Linked DNA regions of Mus musculus: regions 1 and 3 are each linked to region 2. Evidence: chromatin contacts called from public HiChIP or PLAC-seq and promoter capture Hi-C data. All regions are on one chromosome and are shown on one strand. Each heading gives the region's core, a stretch centred on a gene start, on an enhancer-like site or on the middle of the called end of the contact. The rest is flanking DNA. Distances are from core to core; before and after follow the strand shown.

Region 1 (3,966 bases), core at 361-2,860, 350 kb after region 2:
GCTGTTGAAAGGGTGGAGGGCTTTAAAAGGGCACCCAGTTCCATTTCCTACACCTACAAAACGGCAATCCTGTAATGGAGCCTATTCCACTGTAACAGCTCTCTCGCCATCTCTTATGATGTGGTATTGGATCAAAGTTGTGTTAGATTGTCTCTCTGTCCTACATGGTGTGTCCTACAGAGCTTCCTTATAGAGTGCTTGGCTGATGGCACCCCAGAGGGTAAGGTCACTTCCCCTGCTCCTCTGTCACCAAATTATCTGTGAACCAGTAGTTAAGGCAGATGTCACTGCAGCATTCTAAAAGACAACTCATTGGGCAGCATTTGAAAAGCCCTGATGACAATGACACTAGGGTTGAATTGGCATCGTTCCGGAATGATAGCTCCTGAGAGTCTAGCCTGGGCACGAAGGAGATAAAGACCACAGGTGGCAAGGTGCTGAGCACAGGACACGGAGGCCAGAGTCTAGGTGGTAACACTACCAACATTTTTGTGTGCTCACAGCATAGGAGGCTCTCCACATTGACTTCTTACCTCAGCTCAGCAGATGCTGCAGCCTCCACTTTAGAGACCCACACATAGACAGACAAGTGAGTTCTCTAAATATTTGTGCAGAATGCAGAGAAATACTAAACCCTGTTCCTTTCCACTGTGCTCAGTCTTCAAGGGAGAAAAGGTTCTCACCACCAAGGCCAAGGGAAGGGCAAGAGGACAGGAAAGCTTCTGTAGTGGAGTTGCTCCCTGTGCCGTCTGAGACACGCTTCAGCATCCCCGAGAGTCGTTAAATAAAGTTCAGATTGCTATGTCTTACCCAACACCCGATGGATCACAGGTGACCAGCAGTATGCACTAGCAAGCTCCGAACTCTCATATACCTGTGACTCCCAAATCAGTATTTACATCCCTCCCAGGTTCACCTTTCCCTTCTTTTCCTTTGATGGCTAAACTCTGATTTTCTCCTGCCTGCTGGAGAAACCCTTCTACATGAGAAGGCCTCTCCCTGAGTGGCCAGACACTAAGCAGCTCTCCTTGATTTAAAACTGAGAATCTTTGTGAAGGAACTGAGCTCAGCTCAGACTGGGAAAAAGGCTCCAAAGCCAAGTTTCCATTCATCAATTGAAAACAGTTTTTGTCTTTCTCTACCAAACCTGCCGCTGGGAATGGAACCCAGAGTCCAGCATAGTGGTCAGGAAAACCCCCGGTTGGTCTTCTCTTTTGTTGAGCACACTGTTTTATGACCTCTCTTAGTGGTCAAGTGTGCTACTGAGAAAATGAGTGTCTTCTGCCTTCTTTCCAATTGCTCAACTGTCCCAGAATGAGAGTGTGCACAGTGGACACAGCATGTTCACTAAAAACTTTGCAAAAACACTTTTGCACTGCAGCGGTTTGAGTTGACATGTTTTTCCTGGATTGCAGTTCTGAACCCAGAATCTTTCAAAATATCATAAAAAGAGACCCTGCAGGAGCCAACCTTAACTACAGTTCAGGAATTAAGAACATTCCAAAGGCTACTTTAAAAGGCAAGGCCTGAGCCTGACGCCAAGGGCCTGGGTTGCTAGGGGAGGGTTGTGCTGCAGAGGAACGGCTCAGGGGGGCGTGCGGAAAAGAGGAGTGAGCCAACATTCTCTGTCCAGGCTGGTTGGGCTGTGCCTGGCATCAGTCTTGCCCTCTCCCCTTTGGCCACGCGGCCCTTCTCAGCGATTTGCAGCAGACCCGCAGGGCAGTGTGCCTCGGTGGCATTGAACTGAAGCTTGGCTCTCGGCCTGGCCTGCTGGCTAGTTGCCCACCCTGTGGGTCCCGCCCAGAGCAAGGATACTGGAGCTTTCGCCTGCCTCACTGAGCCTGGGTCTCCACTCCAGTCATCCCTCCAGCTACTTTGCAGCACTCTGTCGCCATGAGCACCTCGTCTGCGCGGCCTGCAGTCCTGGCCCTTGCCGGGCTGGCTCTGCTCCTTCTGCTGTGCCTGGGTCCAGGTAAGTGGAGGATACCTGGCGGAGAGTGCTGAGGGTGCTGGGGAAGGAGATTGGAAATGGGGTGCTTCATGCCTGAATATGATCCTGCTCTTAACCTGTACTAAACCAAGAAGACAATGGAACCGGGTCTAGTATTTTACACTCATGTAAGTCCCAATGAGTGCACTTGGGCAGGCAGTGAGGGACTCAGATTCAAAGAGAGCATAGTAGACTGAGGGGCAACCTTGGGCAAATGAAGTAAGGATCTGAAAGAACCACAAGAAGTGCTAAATCAGGGATGGTGGAGGCTTGAAGGGAGTATCATTCTGAGGCAGGACACACTGCTGTCTTTCTCCAATTCTTCCAATTTCTTCCAAATTTCTTCCAAATTCTTCCAATTTCTTCCAGGCAGTTTGGGGCAACAGAGCTGACTAAGAGCGTTCAGGCTGCAAAGCTGAGCAATGTTTAACTTTTTCTATTATATTCAGCGGAATTATTAGCTATTGTATTTCTACTAGCTATTATATTTAAACATTAAATATATCTACATATTAGCAAATATATATCTACTATATTTAGCTGAATTAACTGAAAATCCCCAGGTCTCTCTACATTAAAAGCACTTAAGCAGTACACCGTAAATACTATACCCAGAGCTCCACAGACTCTACCTTCTGAACCTGGAAAGTTCTTCTTTTGTGTGACCCTTTAGAGGTCACAAGTGAGTTCCTGTGCATAGGAACGCCTTTGAGGTTTATAACTCTGGGAGGCAGTAGGGTGACCCTAGGTTTACTGCCAAGAGAACAGTAGCTGGAAGACACCAAACTATTTACCTATCACCTGAGACTGGTGTTTGTCCCAGTGCGAAGGGGTGGCCATTGCCAGATGTAAATAGAAGACGCACTCAGTTTCTCTGTGTTTCATTTTTGCTTTCTCAGAGCAGGCATGGTAAACCTAACTCCAGAATGAGGGGAGGCAGGGTCACAGCATGAGAGACCATGAAAATAAAGGGGAGGTTGTTCTTATTGGAAGGGTGACTGGTGCAAATGACATCAGTACCCTCTTGTGAGCTAGCTTCGTGAACATGGCGTTAGGCCATTCATTTTCAACACTCATATTTTACGAGTTAATGCCAAGAAGTGAGGGAGTGGAATCCGTCACAGTATCAGCATCACTGAACTGAAATGTGAACTTTATCATGAAAGATAAAAATGCATTGAGTCTCAAAGATGACCTTTTCCTCGCCCCCTTTTATTTTATGTGTATTGGTGTTTGGCCTACACGTGTGTCTGTGTACTTCATGCATGTAGTACCTGCAGAGGCCAGAAGAAGGTGCTGTCACTCCGGTACTGAAGTGACAGAAGGTAGATGTGGAAATCAAACCAGGGTCCCCTGGAGGAGCACCCAATGCTCTTAGCAGAAGAGCCACCGTGGTCTCCATGCCCCAAACATGACTCTTCATGGCATCCAAGCACATTTCATGAAGAGAAGGATCACAGCTCCCTCTTGATTTGCCTGTTGTGGGTTTTCATCTTCAGAGTGAGACATCTTGAGACTCTGAATGTGTCCAGTCCCCTGTGTATTCTAATTCCAGGTAACCAGATTTGCTACATATGTGACTGCTTTTCATCACAGCCTGGACAGGACAGCTGGGGATGTTGGAGTAAGGGGGCTACAGTTCTTCTTTTGTTCTTTCCTCCTTTCCCCAAGCAGATTTAGTGTGATGTCCAATTGTATGTACTAATATACAGCTGAATGTACAGGGTTGGCATAGCAGCAGCATTCATAATTCATGGCTTGGAGCCTCTGCAAGCCTTTCAGTTGCACAGCTAAGATTTGCTGTGGTGGAGCTTTCATTCCTGAAGTACTCATGACTCACATTTGCAAGAAATTTCAGGCTTGCAGGAATAGCCTGAATCTCATGTCTCTTTCAGCATCAGACCACATTTCATTCATTAACCGTTAAGCACATCTACAGAAGGCAAACAGATGGAGGGCAGTGCTTAATTCTGTGT
Region 2 (4,058 bases), core at 519-3,018:
GTTGCTGGTTGAGTGTCTTCATTCTTGTTTATCCTACTAATGTCTTTACCACATAAAAAAACTATGTAGATGCATCTGTTTTGTATTAAAGTCTCTATATTTAATTTTTTAGTTTATATCAAAAGAAATTAGTTATATGGGTTGGCTAATTTTATGTAAATTTGAAAGAAGTTATATTCATCATAGAGGAGGGAGCCTAGGTTGAAAAATGCCTTCATGGAATCTGGCTTTATGCAAGCTTGTAGAGCATTTTCTTAATTAATGATTAATGCGGAGAGCCCAGACCCTTGTAGGTGGCGTACCACACCTAGACTGATGTTGTGGGTTCTATAAAAGAGCAGGCTGAGCGTACCATGATGAGCAAGCCAGTAAGCAGCACTCCTCTAAGATCTCTACATCTAGATTCCTGTCCTTCTTCAGTTCTTGCTCTGACTTCCTTCAATGACGAACAATGACGTGGAAGTGTAAAGTAAAATAAACCCTTTCCTCCCCAGTTTGATTTTGGTCATGGTGTTTCATCGCAAAAATACTAACCCTAAGTAGGACAGTGTGTGCTAGGATTTAAGCTTATTATTTTGCTGTTTTCACTTGTTCCCAGTAAATGTAGCCCCTCTTCATATTCTTGCCTTCTTTGATGTGAATGGAATATTCCACTCTTGGCTATAATTGCTCTTGAACTGTCTTCCTCTCTTCTGTTTTCAATTTCAATGGATAACACAACGCACATTCATGTCTGACCAGAGCCTGTAGAGAGCCAGTGTGGCCACTGTCTTAGAAAACTGTGGAGAAGCTGAACAGCATCTTCCATTTGCCCCTCCTCCCTTTCAGGCGTCACACCAGAGAGTTCTGTTTTAAACTGTTTCTTTAAGTTAGTAGAGAAAAAAAAGTCATCTGTTTTTGTTTTATTTTCACGCACCAGCACCTTTACGTTTTTTGTGGTTCCTCTTTCTTCTCTGTGACTGGGACACCAGCTTCATGTGGAGCCAGTTCCCCTCGCCACACAGGTTCCTTCTGCTTTGTTTTCTACAGAAGTTAATTAATTAGCAGCAAGCTTTTTATCTTGCAGTTGTCTGGAAATGTTTTTATTTCACTCTGATTTGTAAAAGCTGATCTTTGGTGGATCAGATCAGGGTTCACTGCTTGCATCTTGCTTTTCTTGTCTCCTGAGCACTGACACTTGTGGTAAAGAGTCCATGACATGGAACATACATACAATTGTAGTCTGATGATCCCAAGGTTTGCTTTCAGTTTTCAACTCTATACCTATAAGGTTTTTTGTTTGTTTGTTTGTTTGTTTGTTTGTTTGTTGTTTTGTTGTTAAGGGTTTTTTTTTTTGCTGTTTTTTAAGGTGGTGCTATAATGCCTTATTGAAATAATTTGAACTCTAAGAAGAGTTTTTATGTCAAATTTGAAATACTTTTTCATTGTATTTTAAAATCTGCCTACCGGCCCATTTTCTTCCTTCTGTTCTTTTGAGGTTCCAAATATATGTATGATAAAGTTGCTTGGTTATATCCCATGGATTACTGCTCATTGGCTTCAGCCCTTCATCTTTCTGGATTTTAGATTGGATAATTATTCTCTGTCTATAGAATTTTTATTTTAGATGTACTTTTCAGCTCTAGAGTTTCCTTTTTAATTCTACCAGGCTTAAGTAGAATTTCTCTGCTGAGATTGTCTATCTATTTACTCTCAAAGACCATCCCTTCCTTATGTTTCTTGAGCATCTTTAAACAGGTCCAAAGTTCCTCCCTGCTAACTCGATATCTGGATCGTCTCAGGTTCATTTCCTGTTTTCGGTTTTTGTTCCTGAACTGTGTTCACACTTTACTTTTGGTCATGTGCCTAGTAAACTTTTAACTTTTATGCTAAACATCAATTGTGTGTAGATTCTGCATGTTTTACTCTGAAGAGTGCTAGATTTATTTCAACAAGAAATCAGGTTACCGGTTGATTGTCCTGAACTTCTTGAAACTTGGTTTCTTTTTTCCCCCCATATTTTATTAGGTATTTAGCTCATTTACATTTCCAATGCTATACCAAAAGTCCCCCATAACCACCCCCCACACTCCCCTACCCACCCACTCCCCCTTTTTGGCCCTGGTATTCCCCTGTACTGGGGCATATAAAGTTTGCAAGTCCAATGGGCCTCTCTTTGCAGTGATGGTCGACTAGGCCATCTTTTGATACATATGCAGCTAAAGACAAGAGCTCCGGGGTACTGCTTAGTTCATAATGTTGTTCCACCTATAGGGTTGCAGTTCCCTTTAGTTCCTTGGGTGCTTTCTCTAGTTCCTCCATTGGGGGCCCTGTGGTCCATTCAATAGCTGACTGTGAGCATCCACTTCTGTGTTTGCTAGGCCCTGGCATAGTCTCACAAGAGACAGCTATATCAGGGTCCTTTCAGCAAAATCTTGCTAGTGTATGCCATGGTGTCAGCGTTTGGAAGCTGATCATGGGATGGATCTCTGGATATGGCAATCACTCATGCTTTGTTAAGGCAAGTCAGCTATGGCTCTCCTCTTGACTTAGAGTGAGTCCTAACACCCCTGACAAAGTGTTTAACTCTAAGGTGTGACCTTTCTAGAGTCTTAGTGGAAAACTCCAAGTCTTTATTAAACTCTTCTAATTTGTTATGTTTTTTTACTACAGTTTGGATACTGGTCTGTTAAAGGTTTGTTCCTCAGCTGGATCCAAATCCTGGGAAATAATAGGATCATGGACTAGTGATAACTCTTGTCCATACTCAGGAAGAGAGATGATATAATGTGTGTCTGTCTGTCTGTCTGTCTGTGCGTGTGTGTGTGTGTGTGTGTGTGTGTGTGTGTGTGCGTGTGTGTGTGTGTGTATCTGTGTGTCTTTCCACGCTTAGTGACATCAGTTCCACCTGTCAAATTGGAGAGAAACAGAAATGGATAGCTAGGAGGAGGTGGGAGGGGGAACTTCATTCAATTGGGCCTTCCAAAGATGCCACCCTGAACACAGAGAGGATAGTAGTTTGAATGATAATTGACCCCCATGTTCTCCGGCATTTGAATATGTGATCTCCATTGGTGGAGCTATTTGGAGATGTGTTTTTGTTGGAGAAAGTACATCACTGGAAGTGGGTTTTGAGAGTTTAAAGATTCATGGTATGAACTCTCAGCTTCCTACTCAAGCTGCCAGGCACGCTGATTGCTGCCATCATGGACTAAGTTCCCTCTGGAACTTAAGCCAAATAAACTCTTCCTTCTACAAGTTGTTTTGGTCAAGGTGTTTTAGCAAAAGTCACTAGTACACTGGCTCTTCATGCTGCTCTCCCTCTTGCAGCCTTTATATGCACCGCTCTTCTCTAAACTACAGCCTGTATTCTACAGTTAATTCTCTTTCATTTCTAGTGGATGTTAGGTCACTGGAGTTAGTTGTTAATCATTGAAGCTTTAATGTCAGCTGCTCTTGCAGGCAGGTGTACCCAACTGTAATTTTCCTGGAGGCTGTATGGAGATACAATGAGCCCTTAACCAAGGTCTGTGCAGTACTATTGTTTAACTCAGTCACTGCTGGAAAACCAACAACTCATTGCCAAGGAAGTTTCCACTTACAATGACATTAGTGAGAGAAGAATAAAAAGAAAGAAAAGAAGGAAGGAAGGAAGGAAGGAAGGAAGGAAGGAAGGAAGGAAGGAAGGAAGGAAGGAAAAGCCTATCAGAAAAAGGTGGTACATTGCTTTAGAGGTATAGAGACAGCTGACCTGAATGTGTGAACATTAGCATGCACTCACACAAATCTACAAGGTGAATGCTGATCTCAGCACAGGCAGCCTCCTAATGTAATCATGAGACACCATAAAAGCAAGGTAGTGAGACAGCCGCTGAGGTAGCATGACACACTGTTTTATAGACACGGGAGGAGAAAGAACTCACTGTAAAATGATAATAAAAATATGGACAGCAAATGTATGAATAGCAGTTGTCATGGACTAACGCCTGAGTATCATGATTGTATATAATTGTATATGCTGTACTGTCTCCTTAAGTGTCTATAGCCAGGACAAGAAATGTGACCACACCAGAATGGTC
Region 3 (3,863 bases), core at 810-3,309, 320 kb after region 2:
GTAGACCAGGCTGGCCTTGAACTCAGAAACCCACCTGCCCCTGCCTCCCAAGTGCTGGGATTACAGGCATGCGCCACCACTGCCAGGCCAAACAATCTCTTTCATAGAGTGAAATTACTGATATCTATAGGTTGTTTGAGGCCATATTCAGCTTCCTTGGAAAGTACATTGTTTGGAATGAGTTATGTGTGTAGCCTGAAATAGGTGGGTGTCTTAGGTTGCTAGATTCATTGTTAGAAGAGGAGACTGTACACAGACCTGCAAATAGGGGCCCTAGATATATTGTTAGAAGGAGAGTGTGTGTACACACTACCTGCAGGTGGGGACTAGGCTGACAAGCACATTAATGGAAAAAAAGTCTGACATATAACCTATGTCAGATGGATTCCCAAGTTGCTAAGTGATTTTCTGTGCTTGCTTACCTTAACCACACACACAAGCACCAGTTTGATCACGTTAGGAAATGTTGACATTTCCTACATCTAGAAAATTCCTTTTGTTCAACTACTCCCAAACATGGCACCACAGTTTAACTTTGCCTGGTCTAGAACTTTGTGCAAAACAGAATCATAGAGCATACACACCAGGTTTCTTTTACATCCAGAGGCATCCTGACATCCATGGCTTAGCTCTTACTGTTTCTGTTCTCCATGACCTACTACAGTACACAATTACTCAATGGGAATGATCAGAAATAAGCAAATCATTAGTTATAAACTAAACACTATTCTGGGTGGTTTGAGGAAAATTTTGAGGTCCATCCCTCCTGGGAAATGAGCTGCCCCTTTATGCAGAATACTCATATTGCCTATCAAATCAATGGTGTTGCAGGACACACCTTCAAGTGACCCCATTCTAAGTTTGATCCCAAAGGACAAGAGTGGTGGCTGTGGGGGCTGGAGAGATGGCTCAGTGGTTAAGAGCACCGACTGCTCTTCTGAAGGTCCTGAGTTCAAATCCCAGCAACCACATGGTGGCTCACAACCATCTGTAATGAGATCTGACGCCCTTTTCTGGTGCATCTGAAGACAGCTACAGTGTACTTAGATATAATAATAAATAAATCTTAAAAAATTATTTATTAAAAAAAAAGAGTGGTGGCTGTGATTGTCCTGGTTGATAATTCATTATTCCTGTTCATCTCTTATTATACCTGAGAGCTGGAGAGATGGCTCAGCACTTAAGGGCATTTTTGTTTTTATAGAAGATTTGGGTTTGGTTCCCAGTACAAAATGATGGCCAATAACCATCCGTAACTCCAGTTCCAAGGGATCTGACACCCTATTGTGACTTCTATGGGCCCTAGGCACATATGTGATACATGTAAATGAAGACAGGAAAAATACTTATACACATAAAAATAATAAATCTTTTTTAAAATCTCTTATTGTACTTAATTTACCAATTAACCTTATGAAAAGTACATATGATAAAAAGACATTGCATATATAGAATTTGGATATCTATTTTTGGGTGTCCACTGTGGGGCTTGAAATGTTTTACCCATAGACTTTGGAGGAGTCTACTGTAACAAGGTATTTTGAGATTCCTCTGCATCACTTCAGGTGAAATTAAAAACCTAAAATTCATAATTTTGGAACCCAAAAATTATCGGCTTTAAAATGAATAGATGTGGATTTTGGAGAATAGGAGGATATTTAGGTCAGCTGGGAGTCTGATCTTGACTCAAGCTGTGGAATGTGGTTGTATAGGTCATTGAGGACATTAGTAACAGTAAGCGATATGGGAAAGAGGAAAGAATAGAAGGAAGCGAGTGAAAGGAGCCAGGTAAGCGAATGGACAGAAGTATCCTGCTAGATTCAGCCCTTGTCTCCCCTTTATTTTCTGCTCTGTGCCATTCTCTGCAGATGAAGCATAGTTGTACAAACAGATATATGCTTGGAATGTAGCAGGGAGGAGGGAACCAAGCAAGCCAGCTACTGCTGAGAAACAGGAACAACGTATGTGCCTGAAATAGAAGGGCATGCCTCCCCTGTGGGAATTCTTGAGAGCTCGTCAGGCACAGCTGCAGCTCTGACACTTGGACTGTGCACACAGGAGCCTGGCCGGGCTCTCAGCCAGTCACTTTGCTGCAGCATTCTCTTTGTTCCAGTCCTGGCCTGGCCTAAGTCACCTTGGAAACGAATGGGTCTATAAAACTAATGACAAAAAAAAAAAAAAAAAGCTGTACATAAACCCTGTGTGATCATGGGCCCATGGAAGACTAGCCAAACTGTGGGCCTGACAGAGTAGGGACTCATTTCTAAGCACCATGGCAACCTAGATTTGCTTGAGGCAGTTCTGTGCCTTGCAAGTCCCACTCTGCCATGCTATAACTTGTGCACTGCCTGATCCCCCATTCCAGCATCAAGGCCCTTCTGGGTTGCATCAGACTTCTGGGAATTCAGAGCTATTTCAGAAGGATGGAGAGTGAATGGGTTATCTTTGGCCCTTTATTTACAGCAAGCAAAGCTGTGCCAGTGGGAATCCTACCTGATCTGATAGATTCCCATCAGACATAGAGTTTTGCACCTTTGCCTGCATTTTTTATAAGAAGGGTTTTTTTGTTTTTGTTGTTTTTGTTTGTTTTTGGCTAGGGTCAAGTGCATCCTCTGTTCTGTTCCTTTTTTTTTTTTTTTTTTTTTTTTTTTTGTCACTATAGTTTTCTTTTTCCTGATGTACACTCAGGTCACTTTCTACACAACCTGATGCTTCTATCCACATGCCACCAAAGTTTCCAGGTTCTGACACTGAGGGACAGCTGCTTTCCACTAAGCCTTTGGCCTCACTCAAGCGTCACTTTGAAAATCAATGTAAAATCAAGAGCTAGTGATACATTGTTCCGTGCTCTAACTTGACCACATTCCAATAAGGACAAACAGGGACATCAGTGTGATAAGAACAGATTCCCACAAGAGTGGCTGGAATCCAAAAACAAGAAATAATAACTTTTACAAAGGGTGTGGTGGAACTATCTTTTACTGTTGCTGGGAAGTCATTTCAGGAGACAAACAGGCTAAATATACTCTTACCACTGTGAGGCATTTACTCAACTGACTTGAAAACTTATGCACACACAAAAATTCCCAAGCAAATGCTTATAGTAGTCTTATTGTCCAAATGTGGAAGCAACCCATGGATATTGTATGGATATACCACTGAGTGTTTATTCATTAACACGTGAATAATGAATAACACATGTTAATGAATAAACACTCAGTGGTATATCCATACAATAGAACACTATTCAACAATTAAAAAGGAAAATATCATCAATCCAAACTAGAACATGAATTGATATTAAATCCATATCAGTAAAGAAAAAAGACAATATAAAAGGCTATAATAATACTATATTAATTAGGTTTATGTAACAGTTTGGTAAAGGAAAATAGAATAGTGTTCTTGAGGAGTTTAGGAAGGAAGAAGGCTAACCAGGAGAACCACAAGGGATCATTTTAGGGCCGTGAAACTATTTTGTGTGATATTGTAGTGGCAGAAATACACTTTTCAAAACCCATAGAATTTTACAGTACAAAGAGCAGATTTTTAATATATAGGATAAGAAGGAAAGAGAGAGAGAGAGAGAGAGAGAGAGAGAGAGAGAGAGAGAACAAGAAAGAAAGGAAGAAAGAAAGAAAGAACAAGAAAGGAAGAAAGAGGATAAAATCCTCTGCAGCTTGAACTACTGAATTAGAAGGAAATTTTTTTAATGCAATTTGCTCATGAAGACAACATACTACTGAGGAAATCAAGGGAAATTCATAGTGTTTGATGCCCGATACAACTAACTTGAAATAAAGCATTTTTGGAGTAGAGAATAATGAAAAGGTGGCAAAACCCAAGTTCATCAGGGAAATAGC

Evidence for each region. Promoter capture Hi-C pulls out the DNA fragments that hold promoters and counts their contacts. HiChIP or PLAC-seq counts read pairs in DNA pulled down with a chosen protein or histone mark.
Region 1: a promoter capture Hi-C map of the HPC-7 cell line shows a contact between it and region 2, with 6 times the contacts expected there. The contact joins the promoter of Ecrg4 here to the enhancer-like site in region 2. A contact is called at or near these places in 16 of 39 promoter capture datasets (the 3T3-L1 cell line, the C10 cell line, the HPC-7 cell line and 11 more), 1 of 15 datasets of contacts at CTCF or cohesin (pro-B cells), 2 of 484 Hi-C or Micro-C datasets (bone marrow-derived macrophages and embryonic stem cells), 4 of 115 datasets of contacts at active chromatin or transcription factors (bone marrow-derived macrophages, large pre-B cells, neural progenitor cells and 1 more) and 2 of 9 other capture datasets (adipose tissue and liver).
Region 3: a contact with region 2 is called in an H3K27ac HiChIP or PLAC-seq map of large pre-B cells, with 2.0 times the contacts expected there. The contact joins two enhancer-like sites. A contact is called at or near these places in 4 of 115 datasets of contacts at active chromatin or transcription factors (astrocytes, bone marrow-derived macrophages, cardiomyocytes and 1 more).

Annotation. Positions count from the first base shown.
Region 1 is chr1:43,728,992-43,732,957 of GRCm38.p6, forward strand. It overlaps Ecrg4 (ECRG4 augurin precursor), which reads left to right and starts at 1,611. Exons shown (of 4, transcript NM_024283.3): 1 at 1,611-1,972. The coding sequence starts at 1,894.
Region 2 is chr1:43,374,228-43,378,285 of GRCm38.p6, forward strand. No RefSeq gene overlaps it. Among named protein-coding and RNA genes, the nearest start is that of Nck2, 69 kb to the right of the region's middle. Within about 2 kb of position 1,769, at least 25 of the 459 cell types and tissues checked have an H3K27ac peak or open chromatin away from gene starts, as enhancers often do. A contact at or near this core is called in the HPC-7 cell line and pro-B cells, where this site is marked.
Region 3 is chr1:43,696,667-43,700,529 of GRCm38.p6, forward strand. No RefSeq gene overlaps it. Among named protein-coding and RNA genes, the nearest start is that of Gm30634, 16 kb to the right of the region's middle. Within about 2 kb of position 2,060, at least 92 of the 459 cell types and tissues checked have an H3K27ac peak or open chromatin away from gene starts, as enhancers often do.